5 separate regions of the Mus musculus genome follow, and all the other regions are linked to region 1. A link is a contact called in public Hi-C, HiChIP or PLAC-seq, Micro-C and promoter capture Hi-C data. All regions are on one chromosome and are shown on one strand. The core of a region is the stretch at or near the end of the contact, and the rest is flanking DNA. Distances in the headings are between cores, read along the strand shown.

The links. Promoter capture Hi-C pulls out the DNA fragments that hold promoters and counts their contacts. Hi-C and Micro-C count contacts between places; a contact is called where the count stands out from the background. HiChIP or PLAC-seq counts read pairs in DNA pulled down with a chosen protein or histone mark.
Region 2: a contact with region 1 is called in a Hi-C map of the N1E-115 cell line, with 2.5 times the contacts expected there. The contact joins the enhancer-like site here to the promoter of Rgs7 in region 1. A contact is called at or near these places in 1 of 39 promoter capture datasets (hippocampal neurons), 1 of 484 Hi-C or Micro-C datasets (the N1E-115 cell line), 1 of 115 datasets of contacts at active chromatin or transcription factors (neural progenitor cells) and 1 of 9 other capture datasets (pancreatic islet).
Region 3: a Micro-C map of embryonic stem cells shows a contact between it and region 1, with 9 times the contacts expected there. The contact joins the promoter of Opn3 here to the promoter of Rgs7 in region 1. A contact is called at or near these places in 6 of 39 promoter capture datasets (embryonic stem cells, hippocampal neurons, liver and 1 more), 4 of 484 Hi-C or Micro-C datasets (Sertoli cells and embryonic stem cells) and 2 of 9 other capture datasets (adipose tissue and liver).
Region 4: a contact with region 1 is called in an H3K27ac HiChIP or PLAC-seq map of heart atrium, with 3 times the contacts expected there. The contact joins the enhancer-like site here to the promoter of Rgs7 in region 1. A contact is called at or near these places in 2 of 39 promoter capture datasets (hippocampal neurons and trophoblast stem cells), 4 of 484 Hi-C or Micro-C datasets (cerebellar granule neurons, nephron progenitors, olfactory sensory neurons and 1 more), 1 of 115 datasets of contacts at active chromatin or transcription factors (heart atrium) and 2 of 9 other capture datasets (adipose tissue and pancreatic islet).
Region 5: a promoter capture Hi-C map of liver shows a contact between it and region 1. The contact joins the promoter of Fh1 here to the promoter of Rgs7 in region 1. A contact is called at or near these places in 4 of 39 promoter capture datasets (cranial neural crest, embryonic stem cells, liver and 1 more), 8 of 484 Hi-C or Micro-C datasets (Sertoli cells, embryonic stem cells, nephron progenitors and 2 more), 1 of 115 datasets of contacts at active chromatin or transcription factors (astrocytes) and 3 of 9 other capture datasets (adipose tissue, liver and pancreatic islet).

The regions. Positions count from the first base shown.
Region 1 is chr1:175,491,173-175,493,835 of GRCm38.p6, reverse strand. Rgs7 (regulator of G protein signaling 7) reads left to right here and starts at 1,291. Exons shown (of 18, transcript NM_001347195.1): 1 at 1,291-1,575; 2 at 2,660-2,663.
Region 2 is chr1:175,253,586-175,256,248 of GRCm38.p6, reverse strand. The region is part of intron 3 of Rgs7 (regulator of G protein signaling 7); the gene reads left to right. Among named protein-coding and RNA genes, the nearest start is that of Rgs7, 240 kb to the left of the region's middle. Within about 2 kb of position 1,343, at least 19 of the 459 cell types and tissues checked have an H3K27ac peak or open chromatin away from gene starts, as enhancers often do. A contact at or near this core is called in the N1E-115 cell line, hippocampal neurons and neural progenitor cells, where this site is marked.
Region 3 is chr1:175,691,269-175,693,931 of GRCm38.p6, reverse strand. Opn3 (opsin 3) reads left to right here and starts at 1,300. Exons shown (of 4, transcript NM_010098.3): 1 at 1,300-1,762. The coding sequence starts at 1,396. Gm39707 (a long non-coding RNA gene) reads right to left here and starts at 886. Exons shown (of 3, transcript XR_865748.2): 1 at 841-886.
Region 4 is chr1:175,358,917-175,361,579 of GRCm38.p6, reverse strand. The region is part of intron 2 of Rgs7 (regulator of G protein signaling 7); the gene reads left to right. Among named protein-coding and RNA genes, the nearest start is that of Rgs7, 130 kb to the left of the region's middle. Within about 2 kb of position 1,344, at least 38 of the 459 cell types and tissues checked have an H3K27ac peak or open chromatin away from gene starts, as enhancers often do. A contact at or near this core is called in cerebellar granule neurons, heart atrium and pancreatic islet, where this site is marked.
Region 5 is chr1:175,624,328-175,626,990 of GRCm38.p6, reverse strand. It overlaps Fh1 (fumarate hydratase 1), which reads left to right and starts at 1,356. Exons shown (of 10, transcript NM_010209.2): 1 at 1,356-1,540. The coding sequence starts at 1,418.

The DNA of each region.
Region 1 (2,663 bases), core at 42-2,541:
GAACGTGATCCTGTAGTATTTAGAACATGGGTACGGATAGATAAATGCTACTTTGAATGACACCTGAAAGAGCCTGGGTGAGGCTGGAAACGTGACTGGTACCCACAGATATTTGGATAGCAGTTATATTAAGGTTTACCCTGCTTGGAGAAGCAGCCACAGATGGCACTGGATAGCCAATTCTGGTGCCACCGGTTTGTAATCCCAGCTGTTTGGAAGGCTGAGGCAGGAGAATGTTGAATTTAAGGTCTGTTTGGGCTAAACTGAGTTTAAGACCAGCCTGGTTGGACGCTGTCTCAAAAGTGAAAAACAAACAAACAAACAAACAAACAAACGAAGGTGCTGGTAGAGAGGGTTGTGAATGGGATGCAGCTCATTGGCAGGGGCCTTAGGTTTAGTCCGCCTACACACACAAATCACACTGGCTAAATCGTCTTTATCCTCAGTCCTATAGAGGAAGCCTTCTCAGATGTTCAGATTCCCACAACTTCCTAATGTCCCAGAAAGCTGGGTACATTTCACGAGGACAAAAACTTTTTTCTTTAATGTCTTCCCAGTCCTTGAAAAATTAGTGCCGGAAACCTGAAGAATTTCTGGGGTTCGGGGTATCAGCAACCCCAGACCCTTTGTGATTCTGTGAACCCCAGTAGAGGACAAGGACTAAAGACAAGTTTCTCTGAGCCCAGTAGGTTAGACCAGCCAGACATCAGCCATGGGCCTTCAATGTCACAGGTGGTGAGATTGTTCGCTTTTGGTAGAGGCCTCCAAATTCCTTCCCGGTATTTCCAACTTAATAGGAGGCAGTGAAAGTCATGGGCAAACAGGCTGGAGTGAGGAAGGGGGCCTGCCAATGAGTCATTTGGTCCTGGCCATTGCTTTCACTTCTGGGATATTCCAGCATCTCTCTGGGCTGTTACTTAAGCATAAGGATTATCAATCATTTGCTTCCCTAGTTCTGCCAGCAGGGTCGCCAGGAGCGCGATGCAGACCTGCCAGCCGCAGGGGGCCTTATCCATTCATCCATTTACCCACTCACCCACCCTTTCACCCACCTACCCATCCACCCACCCTCCGCCAAGCCCTTCCTCCTGCTTAGCTCAGTTTGGCTCTCCAGGCCTGCGGCGGCGCGTGGGCTTGCCAGCGCGGGGGACAGGGCCTGTGCTCCCGAGGGGTTGCGGGGTCGGGAGGCCGGGGACACCCAGGGGTGTGGCGGCGGCGAAGCCGAGCCCGTCCGAGCCGGCACCTTCGGGCGTCCCTGTCCCACGTGACTGTCGCCTCCTCCCTCCTCCCAGTCGCGCGCGCACGGGCCAGGCGTCTCGACTCCCGCGCGCGCTCGACTGGTCCCAGTCCCCGGGAGGAGAAGCGGAGGAGGGAACGAGCGAGGCGGCCCGGGGGAGCGGGCGCGAGCGGCGGCTGCCGGGGCCGCCTGTGCACCGCGGCGAGGGTGGCGGTGGCCTGAGCAGCGCGAGTGTGATGAGGCTGCCCTGCCTCGCAGCTCCGCTCGCAGCCAGCTGACAGCGCCTGCCCTCAGCACACCCGGAGGGGAGCCGCGGGGCCGTGACCTTGGCCGAGGAGGTAACCGGAGGGAGCGGAAGGGGAGGAGGCGGCGCCACCTGGAGTCCCCGGGACCCCTGGTCCCGCACCCGGTCCTCGCCCTGCGACGACGGGAGTCACGGTCCCCAATGAGTGGCGCGCCCGGCCGGCCGGGCTGGGGCGCTGCGCACGCCGCGGTCCACGGTGCTGAAACTGCTGCCCGGTGTGGCCAGTGCCTGGATGAGGGGCAAGGCTGCCTGCCATTTGCTGCCTCCGAGAGCAAGGGCCGAGCAGGATGAGCTGGGACCCAGATTTCTCTGCTCTTCTGGCTGATTGTTCCAGGCTTGTGCAGTTAGCTTGCTCTCGGAGGTGAGCCAGGTGATTGCTCAAGGCTTGACTTCCCATCAGCCTTGGGTTGCTTGGACCTAATTTGGAAGCTTTCTTCCAAAGATTAGTCAGGATCAGGTCCAGACTTAGCGCACCGAGGTGGGAGCACAGAGGAGCCATGGGCTGGCAGTGAAAGCAGGTGAAAGTGGAAAAGCCTATGTATGCCCAGGCTGTGTGGGGAGCCCAAGAAATGGAGAACAAACATGTGCCTGAAAAGAACACTTGTGGGGAAGGGGCCTCTGTCGCGCCTGCCATGGGAAACTAGCTGGCTACTAGGAGAAAGTGGGCTGCAGCGGGTGTTGGCTTTCTGCCCTTTGGGGAGAACCGCATCAAGTGGAGCAGCAAGTATCCAGGGAGAACAGTGGGTATTAGGGAAGTGCCAACCATGGGGTTTTTAAGTAAGTACCTAATACTTTTAAAAAGAGAGTATTCACAAAATGAAGTCCACAAAAACCTTAGCTAGCTGACTATTTCGAACTGGAAGGTTGTCTGTTGAGATTTCCTGGGGCTACTACAGATGTAAACTTCTGCCTTTGTATTTCTTTAAAAAAGAAAAACTCCATGTCTGGTGTTCTCCTCATCCCAGAAATGAAAGAATTCTTCCCGTGGTTTGGGTACTGTGAACATGAAGGTGTGTGTGTGTGTGTGTGTGTGTGTGTGTGTGTGTGTGTGTGTTGGCGGATGTCTGTTCCCCCCAGGACTACCAGGCTCTCACTAGAGGCTCTCTAATTCTTTGCAGGGCA
Region 2 (2,663 bases), core at 94-2,593, 240 kb after region 1:
TGGAAAACACAGCATGGTGTAAGCAAGGACAGACTCCATGACCCCAATCTTCTTTCACTGCATACCTTGAAATCTCAACATAATAAGTGACACTGATGGATGGCTCTCTTAGAAGGACAACTTTTGTGATCTATACATATTCCTAAGTGCAGGTGTGAGTGTGTGTGTGTGTGTGTGTGTGTGTGTGTGTGTGTGAGAGAGAGAGAGAGAGAGAGAGAGAGAGAGAGAGAGAGAGAGAGAGAGAGAGAGAGAGAGACTGAAGATCAAACTTGGAGCCTTACTCATGCTAGGAAATTGCTCTATCAATGAGTTATATTCATAGTCTGAGATCATATGTTTGACTGCTCTTTTCATTGATAATGAATACCCTTCCTGAAGCCTACCAAGTCCTGGATTGACCTACGTGGAACATCTGTTTTCCTCCAACTTCTTCCCCAGATCCAAACATTGCTAATCAAGGGTTAAAAATGATCCCCATGTGCAAAATCTTTTGCTTTTAAAGCTTTTTGCTACCTGACCTATTTCTCTGAATCTTAGCCTAAGCCTGAGAAAGCTCAGAAGGCAGTTAAAAATAGAATTAGCATTTTCTTTAAAAATGTAAAGAATTCTCCTCTTCTGAAGGAGAGTGAGAAGGTTTTCTTTAATATTTGATTCCTTTCCACCTTCTCTTGAAGACAGCCTTCAAATGGACAAACCTCACTGAAGTCATTCTGCCCTGAAAGCAATTAAGATCAAATACCACAAGGCTAAAAATACCGATGTTACACTTTCAGCAGCAATTCTTGGCTGTTTTGCTCCACTTTATGGTCAGGTGGTCTTTTAGCAAGAGATGGATGCTAACGGTTGCCAGGGACTGGTGTGGTGGGGAGAACAGTAAATAATTCAAAAATAGCTGCTCTCAAGTGCTAAGCAATTTGGCTTGTCTCAGAACTTAAAGAATTTTTATTTTGTCTGAAGCTGACGATAAAGGCTGTATTATCTTAAATGGATTTTATCTGTGGGGTTTGCTGGATTACAAGCCCTCCTACTTACATGACATGGTTTTGGGGGAGTTTCTTTGGTAATAATCTCACTCCAGCTTCATTCTGTGCATTTCTGTGAGATACACTAGTCCTCTGGATGAAGGATGGGGAGAGAGAGAGAGACCATGCTTAGTACATCAGGTCCTCGTGCCTCTTATTTTATCTATATGATGAACAGAAGGATTTTTCTTTGTGGTTTGGTCATCTGGTGTGTGTAAACACGAAGATGAAATCTGTCTGAAAGCAAAGCTGATGCAGAAGAGTACAGAGTGCAGAGCCGTGGAAGAGAGTGAAACTCTGCCCTAGCTTTAAGCACCATCTGTGCCAAAGTTTTTGGCAACAAGACAAAAGAATTCCCACCCTTTTCCCTCACAGCCTAGCTTGGGCCCCTGAAAGCTAAGTTTTGAGCTACTTAACCTTTTTATGCAGCCTTTCTTCCTCAGTTCCCAGTGATAAAAGTTATTTGCAACTAACAACAACTGTGGGTTTTTTGTTGTGTGTGTTTTTTTAAATGATTTGAAACAATTTTAAAGTTTTATATCCTGGTGTTTTTTCTCTCATAGTAAGAAAACACTATTTTTCCTCTTAGAAACACCATTTTTTTATCCTTGAGAAGAGTTTTTGATATCCTAGGTTTTTTGTTATTCCAGATGAATTTGCAAATTGCTCCTTCTAATTCGTTGAAGAATTGAGTTGGAATTTTGATGGAGATTGCATTGAATCTGTAGATTGCTTTTGGCAAGATAGCCATTTTTACAATGTTGATCCTGCCAATCCATGAGCATGGGAGATCTTTCCATCTTCTGAGATCTTCTTTAATTTCTTTCTTCAGAGATTTGAAGTTTTTATCATACAGATCTTTCACTTCCTTAGTTAGAGTCACGCCAAGATATTTTATATTATTTGTGACTATTGAGAAGGGTGTTGTTTCCCTAATTTCTTTCTCAGCCTGTTTATTCTTTGTGTAGAGAAAGGCCATTGACTTGTTTGAGTTTATTTTATATCCAGCTACTTCACTGAAGCTGTTTATCAGGTTTAGGAGTTCTCTGGTGGAATTTTTAGGGTCACTTATGTATACTATCATATCATCTGCAAAACGTGATATTTTGACTTCCTCTTTTCCAATTTGTATCCCCTTGATCTCCTTTTGTTGTCGAATTGCTCTGGCTAATACTTCAAGTACTATGTTGAAAAGGTAGGGAGAAAGTGGGCAGCCTTGTCTAGTCCCTGATTTTAGTGGGATTGCTTCCAGCTTCTCTCCATTTACTTTGATGTTGGCTACTGGTTTGCTGTAGATTGCTTTTATCATGTTTAGGTATGGGCCTTGAATTCCTGATCTTTCCAGAACTTTTATCATGAATGGGTGTTGGATCTTGTCAAATGCTTTTTCTGCATCTAACGAGATGATCATGTGGTTTTTGTCTTTGAGTTTGTTTATATAATGGATTACACCATGCCTGACCTAAAGCTTTACTACAGAGCAATTGTGGTAAAAACTGCATGGTACTGGTATAGAGACAGACAAGTAGACCAATGGAATAGAATTGAAGACTCAGAAATGAACCCACACACCTATGGTCACTTGATCTTCGACAAGGGAGCTAAAACCATCCAGTGGAAGAAAGACAGCATTTTCAACAA
Region 3 (2,663 bases), core at 51-2,550, 200 kb before region 1:
GGACATTTTCCTCTCGTGGGTAGTCGTTGGGGACTGCAGTGGAGACAGAGAAAGCAGGCCTAAAGAAGTGACGTTCACAATCTATATTTGACTTGTTCTATATTTGCATTGCTGCTGGGGAAAGGTCCAGTGGAAAATGCGTGCTGTTCTAAATATATCCTCTCTATACCTGCTAGATTTGGATTGAAGCCTTAGGGGGCGGGGCACTGCTCAAGAGATCACCTCCAGAGAAGCATTTGGACTGGATTGTGTATCAGGTGTACCTACTGCAGACTGAGAAGGCTTGGGATCCAGTGGAAGGGTGACTTGGGTGTCACTCTGATGCTATTTCCTTCCTTATTCTGGGGCTCTGAGAGTGGCAGCTCAGAACACTGTCATAAACGCTGGGACATATCTTCCAGCTCTAAGGTAGTTGAGACTCAGCCTGCTGCGTTTGTTTGTTTGTTTTTAACGTCAGGTTCCCTGTTTATGAGATCATTTCGCTGGCGCTCTACTTCGGGCATTTCAGTGTTTTGTTTTCTTTCTATTGGGTGTATGAGGTGGGGGTGGGTGTTATTATAGCTTCCCAGGAAAGAGAGTATTTCATTCAGCATGCTTAACTGAGTTAAGCGCAGGCGTTCATAAATATTTATGAATGAGTGTATGCTAGGGTGAGTGACTTAACGGGTGAATGGACGAGATGCTTTAGAGTCCGTTGAGGGCTGTGAGGATCCGCTGTGGCTAATTTACCTCCGTAAGGGAGTTTACTTTCTCTTTTTTTCTGTACAGTCTGTTCAGGTTTCCACCTCGGCTTAAGGGTGAAGGAAGCAGAGCAAGAGCTCACTGGTCTCTGAAACTCACCTCTGCTGGGCGGGAACGCGCCCGGGAGGTGGGAGGGGGGAAAAGGGGCGGGCCGCTAAAGCAGTAGGGCGGGGCCACAGCTCAGAGGCGCGGTCAGAGGTTCTAAGAAGGCGGAGCTGTATGCCGGAGGGCGGGGCCAAGGGTGTGAGTCAGAGGGCGGGGTAACAGGAGATTCCGGGAGGGAGGAGCCGCAGGCCAGACTGCGGAAGAGTCTTAGGAGGGCGGGGCCAAAACGGCTGCCGTATGGATGAGGCCGCAAGGTAGAAGGGCGTGGCCTCCAGGGAGGTCCCGTGGGAGGGACTGCAAGTGCTAGCTAGTGGGGCTCGGGACCCACGCGGGAGGGTGGGATAGCAAGAACGCTAGGAGGGCGGAGTTTCATGCGGTGGGGCGGGGTCCTAGCACCGAAGGGCGGGGCCTCGGGTGCGCGCGGGTTGGGCGGGCCTGGCGCGGCTCCCGGGCACAATGGCCTGAGCGGCCCGCAGAGCGTGAGATCCACCCTGTTCGGGCCGCCCGGCTCACCGAGCCCTCTCTCTCACGGCGCGCCGGCGTCGGGCCATGTACTCGGGGAACCGTAGTGGCGACCAGGGCTACTGGGAGGACGGGGCGGGCGCCGAGGGCGCAGCACCGGCGGGCACGCGGAGCCCCGCGCCTCTCTTCAGCCCCACCGCGTACGAGCGCCTGGCGCTGCTACTCGGCTGCCTCGCGCTGCTGGGCGTCGGCGGCAACCTGCTGGTGCTGCTTCTCTACTCCAAGTTCCCGAGACTGCGCACGCCCACCCACCTCTTCCTGGTCAACCTGAGCCTGGGCGACCTGCTGGTATCCCTGTTCGGAGTCACCTTCACCTTCGCGTCGTGCCTGCGGAACGGCTGGGTGTGGGACGCCGTGGGCTGCGCGTGGGACGGGTTTAGCGGCAGCCTCTTTGGTGAGTCGCCCGGGACGCGTTCTCCTTGCCTCTCAACTTTCCCCCGGGTACATCAGCTCTGGGCCTCCGTCCTCCCCGGGATCGTCCCTGATAGCCAGTCATCACCCACAACTCCCTCTCTCTCCTCGAGAACCTCCCTTAGATACCCAACCCTCGCCTCCCTTCTCCCTTTCATCTGGTCTTCATCCCCAACTCTGTTTCCCTCCTTGCCTGGATTTACACACCCTTCTTCCCAGCCAGTCACCAACCCCAGCCCCTCCTGCCTCTGTAGCACTTTCCAAAGTCTCCCTGCCGCTGGCCATCTTATTTCCCCTCATCTATTTTTACTTCCTACTGTAGCTCTCAACAGGGCAGCTCACAGTGGACTTTACAGAGGGAGAAAGAAATGAGGCCCTGTAGAGTCAAGAGATGCAAGAAAAAAGTCAACTCCTGAACAGTGGAGGCGAGAACAAGGAGAGATTTAATTCACAAATTTAGTATTTGTTCCTCAGAATGACATGTAGAATCCTAAATAACGCAGTATTTTACCCCCTTTCACTCGTTAGCAATTATAAACAGTTGAATGCTTCCTAGGGGATGAGACTTTTTTTTTTTTTTAATTTCCTGTACATAGGTTCTGTCACACCAGAGGTTACAAATGGCGCAAAGGAGTCCAACTCATAATTAGCAGGGCAGCCAGTACATTTAATTGAAGTAGAACTTGTTGCTTTCTTGAAGATTTATATTGAGAATTGACAGGTTGAAGGTTGACTGATCCAGTATTCTAAGCCTGGGAAAAACGTGTGTGTGTGTGTGTCCCCTAGGGATTTTGTTTGTATAACGATTTAAAATAGAAATGGATATTTCTTAAGGCTTAAAGTCCCTTTCACAAACCTTAAAAACACATTGATAATTTACTATT
Region 4 (2,663 bases), core at 95-2,594, 130 kb after region 1:
ACATCTACTGGGTATGGGTTGTAGCTAGAGATATGTGGATGAAACACAGCAAGGAGACCTGTCACTGGAGGAGACCTGGGAGATGGACTTGTGTGGTGGGTTATATCCCTGCCCTGAGTTTCTTAATCAGAGGTCTCAAGAATGGTTCCCTAGTCTAGTAGTAACGTTAGCCTCAGACACTTTAAATCTTGGTCCCATGGTTCTCAACTTTCCTAATTCGGTGACCCTTTAATATAGTTCCTCATATTCTGGCGACCTCAACCATAAAATTATTTCATTGCTTCCTATAACTGTACTCTTGCTACTATTCTGAATTCTAACATAAATATCTGATATCCAGAATGTCTGTGACCCCTGCAGGTTGAGAACCACCTCTCCAGTTGATCTTGTATCAGGCTCAATTTACAACCATTGCTTCAAGAAAGTTTGGCGCACCTGAGTTAAAAGTTTAGTTTCCCCAACCTGTGGTGCTATTGGGAAGTGGGACGGGGCCTAAGTGGAAAGAGGTTAGGTAGCTGTCTCTTCCCTTTTTGCCTATAACATGAACATAGACCTTCTTCCATGTGATCCCACTGTGATATATGATGTAGCCATAGAACCAAGCAACAAAGATAAGTCATCATGGTCTAAAATCTTTTCTTCCTCTGAAGGTGGGCATTGTTAGAGCAACAGAAATCTAGCCAACATAGATAACTATAGTGGAAGTTCAGACTCTGGACATTTGAAAATTGCCTGAAAGTATATCCTGTTGTGGAGAGCTGGTCATTGACATTTTTTTGCTGTTAGCTTTTTGTGCCAAGTTTAAAATGGTCTCCAATGGCCTGGTCTGATAGGGGTCTGGGTTGAGCAAAAGGTAATTATTTTAGGCTTGATATATGCATGGTTAAATCAATAACTGCTGCCAGTCATGGTATTGCTCAGCCCTTTAGGTTTTATTGAAACCTTTGCTTCTGCAAAGAAACATCTGAAAAGGTAAAAATGAAAGTTTAGAAAGTGCCTGTGAGTGGCTTTTTTTTTTCCTGTGCTTTTCCCATTGTTGTGGAGTCTCTTGTTGCCCCTGTTACAAGCCCTTTGGAGTCATTTGGGATTTAATTGGAGGGAAGGGTGTTGGCAGAGAGAACTGGTGTGACAAGGTCACAATGGCCATCTCTCTTTGAACCTTTCATCCTGGATTTCTCAGGACTCACCATTTTAAGTGACCTGAACTCTACTTGGCTGCTGGTACTACTGCAAAGAAAATCCCACTGCTTAACAGCAGGCGTTTATTTTCACACCATGTCAGAAGCAGGAAGCCCGCGATCAACAAGCTGGAATGTGCATTTTTTTTTTTCTAGTGAAGGCTGCCTGCCTGCTCTGTCACTGTCCTCACATGGCCTCTCCTCCTGCCTGTGGAAAACTGAAGGCAGCTCACACTCTCTGGAGTGTCTCCTTATTAGGCCACCGGTCTTGTGGGACCAGGGTTCTGCCCTCTGACTTCCTTTATCCTTAATTACTCCCTTAGAGCCTTTCCTGCAACTGGAGCCACCCTGGGGGTAGTGACTATAGGTAGGGATTCTAGGGTCACAAATACTCATTCTGTAATTCCACCTCAGTGGAATGTCTCACGGGCAATTGAGAGTAATTACACTGTCAAATAATAACGGAAAGCTGAGCAGTAGCCATCAGGATTGCTGGATTCAGGTTGAAATGAAGTCATCAAGACTCTGCCATCTGGTTCCACTCTTTCTTCAAAGGTGAGCACAGGTGTCCTTGGGGACAAGAAGCATTGGATCCCTGGAGCCAGAGAACAAGTGACTGGGAGCCCCCCTACATGGGTTCTGGGAACCAAAGTTAGGTCATCTGCAAGAGCAGTGCTTTCTCTTAATCATTAAGCATTTCTTCAGCCTGCCACCCCCATTATAATTTTTAAGGTTGACCAGATGGCCACATTCATTGTAAGCACCTATTCTACCATCTGCCTATGTGAAAACTTTACCTTTGAAATGATTTAATCTGAATTCCCAGGATCTGTTTCTTTATGTTTGGGCCACATGCTCCTTCTGGAATCAGGTACCTTGATCAGAAGCCAGCAATGTAGACCTGAGCTTTGTGGCTACACAGTAAAGCTTGTACGTGCCAGACAGGATTTATAGAGCATCAACCTAGGACAAGGACATGATGCATACTGTGTCCTTCACTGGGAGGACTTTTCTCAGAAAACTACATCCTTCATCCTCCAAATATGATTGCCAATGAGAGGGCACTTTCTAGTTGATGGGAACATGTTTCTAAAACCCAATTAGTTTAAGAGGAATATGACTATCATATAAAGACTTGATTATTGAAAACAATTAAAAACGGTAATGCATTATCAAATCATGTATCTTTTGAATTTATGATATTAAACTAGATTTTGCTTTCTCTTTTTCCTTCTTTTGCAACTTGTAAAGTTCTTGTTCTTCACATGAGATGCACCATACCATTACTGGTTTAATTAATATAGTTCTCTAATATCCTATTCCAAATCCTAATCTCTATATTTTATAAACATTGACTTTTTCTTTTCCACCAAACTTATATAGAGATGAAGGTTAGATCTTCTTTTAGTTCTGCTTCTCTTACATTGGCTTGCCTGAGCTTAGCTTCATAAATGATTTGACAATTTAGCCTTGAAAATAAGTGGG
Region 5 (2,663 bases), core at 107-2,606, 130 kb before region 1:
GGCTGCTCTTTAATGGCAAAAGTGTAACATTTCGGGCAGAAGATACACTGCTTTATATGATTGTACTTTATCTTACTGCTTTGTCTTTTTCCCCTTAACCTAACTTTTAAAGAAAATTTGGTTCTACCTTTCACCAACTACTCTAAAAATTTCTCAGCCATTAGTTGAGAGAGGGAAGAACTAGATACTGAGGTCTGAAAACCCACCGGTACTGGTTTAATTGATTTAGCTCAGCTATTAGTCTTATTCTTACTTATTTTATTTCATTTGTGTTATTTTGAGACAGGGTGGCCTGTATCCCACACTGGCTTCAGACTCCCTGTGTAGCCAAGGATGGCCTTGAACTACTATTCTTCCTACCTGCACTTCTCAAGTGTGAAGATTGCAGGTCAACAGTGCATTTGTGTCAGGCTCACTATGAAGCCAAGGTTATTCTTGAATTCAACTCCTCCCTACCGTGGCATCTAGAGTGCTGAGGCTATAAATTGAAGCCTCTCATTTCCTGAAGAACTTCCTCTTTAACTGTCTTCTGATTCTGCATTAGAAAATTAAAAGAAGAGACACAATTTTTTTTATCAGTTACTCTTTTTCCATTGGCATCATTTAAGCAATGTTTTCCCTAGCCTGTAACCACAAAGAAAATCAGAGATGAAAAATCCCAAGGAATGTGGACACATTATAAATGTTATCAGAGGACATGTTAAAAGACAGAGGAAAAGGCTGGAGAGATGACCCAGTGGTAAAGAGCAGTGACTGCTCTCCCAGGTGTCCTGAGTTCAATTCTCAGCAACCACAGGGTGGCTCACAACCATCACAATAAGAGGGATCTGATGCCCTCTTCTGGTGAGTCTGAAGTCTGCTACAATGTACTCATAGACATAAAATAAATCTTTTAAAAAAATGACAGGAAAATTGACTCCAAAATGACAACTAGGAGCATTGTGGGATAATTGATTACTACTTCCTTGTTTAAAATTTGAGGCACTTTCTAGGAAGATAAGTATTTGAGACACGGATTCATACAGCTGCACGTCATGGGTGGTTGCAGGATAAATATTAACTTGATAACATGTTCTTTCTAGGCTGTCTCACGGACCTAGTACTACAGGCATCTTCAGCCAGTTTCCTGCCTCCTAGCAGCCACATTTGAAGTATTGTCGGAAGATCTGACCTCCCGCCTCTTGTCTTTTCCCATGATTCCTTCCGCACTAGTTTCCCGTGAACCCGAGGACTTCAAACAGCCATACTACAGGCCCAGGGAAGGCAACCCGCCCCATTAGTTATTATTGGCCAGTCATGGTTAGTCCCGTCCTACATGCTCAGGAAGAGGCGTTTGATTGGTTACGAGCGTGGCCGGAATCTGACGTATTAGGGGGCGTGGCTCAGGCTCAGCTTTCCACCCCCGTACAGCAGCACCATGTACCGCGCACTCCGTCTCCTCGCGCGCTCGCGTCGCCTCCTGCGGGTTCCGTCCGCCGGTGCTGCAGTGTCTGGGGAAGCGACCACCCTCCCGCGGTGTGCTCCGAACGTCGCGCGAATGGTGAGCGGGCATCTCGGGACCCGGCCTCCCCGGGGTGACCTTCACGTCAGAGTGTCCCGGGTGTCCCCGCGGGCCGCGCCTGGGCTCGGCGCCGGCCAGCACGCTCACCATCCGCCCCGGACGCGGCCTCCAGCCGAGTGTGTTGGGGCTGCGGGCAGCGCTGAGGGACGCGCTCCTTCCTGCTGGGGAGCCTGAGTGTCAGGGCAGACCTGCCCAATGCCTGAGCTTGCAGAGGCCTTCGGTCCAGGACACCTTCTCTGGGAAAGAGCGTGCACGGAGGCAGAGGGTGGGGGATGCCGGGGTGCAGGAGTAGCCCGAGGAAAGGGGAAGCCCCTTCCTTGTCCAGATCGCAAGCCCTGCTGGCTGGACACAGACAGGATGCTCCCCTAGGCTAGGGTCTGGCTTCTTGGTCCACCAGGGTGCTCTTTCCTGCTTTCAGGCCCTCGAAGTGGATGAAGCCAGTGTGTCTTCTGAACGGAAAGGCTTTGCTTCTTACTAACTTGACTATTTAGCTTGTGAGGTTACATGTGTTCTCTCTCACAACTGGGTGTAAAACTCCGAAATCCATAAATGTGGACCTAGGAACATAAGTACTCGGAAGCATGCCTGAGCAGATTGGATAGGACCGAACAATTGCCCTAACCAAGATTTTGTATTCAGAAAGACAGCTAAAGGAACTTAAGGGGCCAGGTCCAAGGTATGGCATGCTTCGTTAAGCCCCTGTACTGTTTAGAGTTCTTTAGAAAACGAAAAATGCGAGTGTGTATGTACTGTTAGGAAAAGTTTGAGAAATGAATAGTTAGGAAGACCACTCCGAAGTGTAGCATGTCTTCTGTAGTGTGGGGTGTGATTTCAAGTCCTACTGCTGCGTTCAGGCTTTGTCCAGTTTCTACATGTAAAGCTGAGATAATTACAGAGGCTCAGCAAGATAGAACTTGGGGAAAACACTGTGCTTCTTAATTAGACCTCCTTTAGTGTCCTTAAAAGGGCCAAGACGTTCTCTCAACTTCTAGACGCTTGAATGACAACTCTGTACCGTCTTGGGGCTTGGGAGATGACACCAGTGAAGAATCCATCAGGTGGTTCACACCCACCTGTAACATCAGCTTTAGGGGACCTGTAA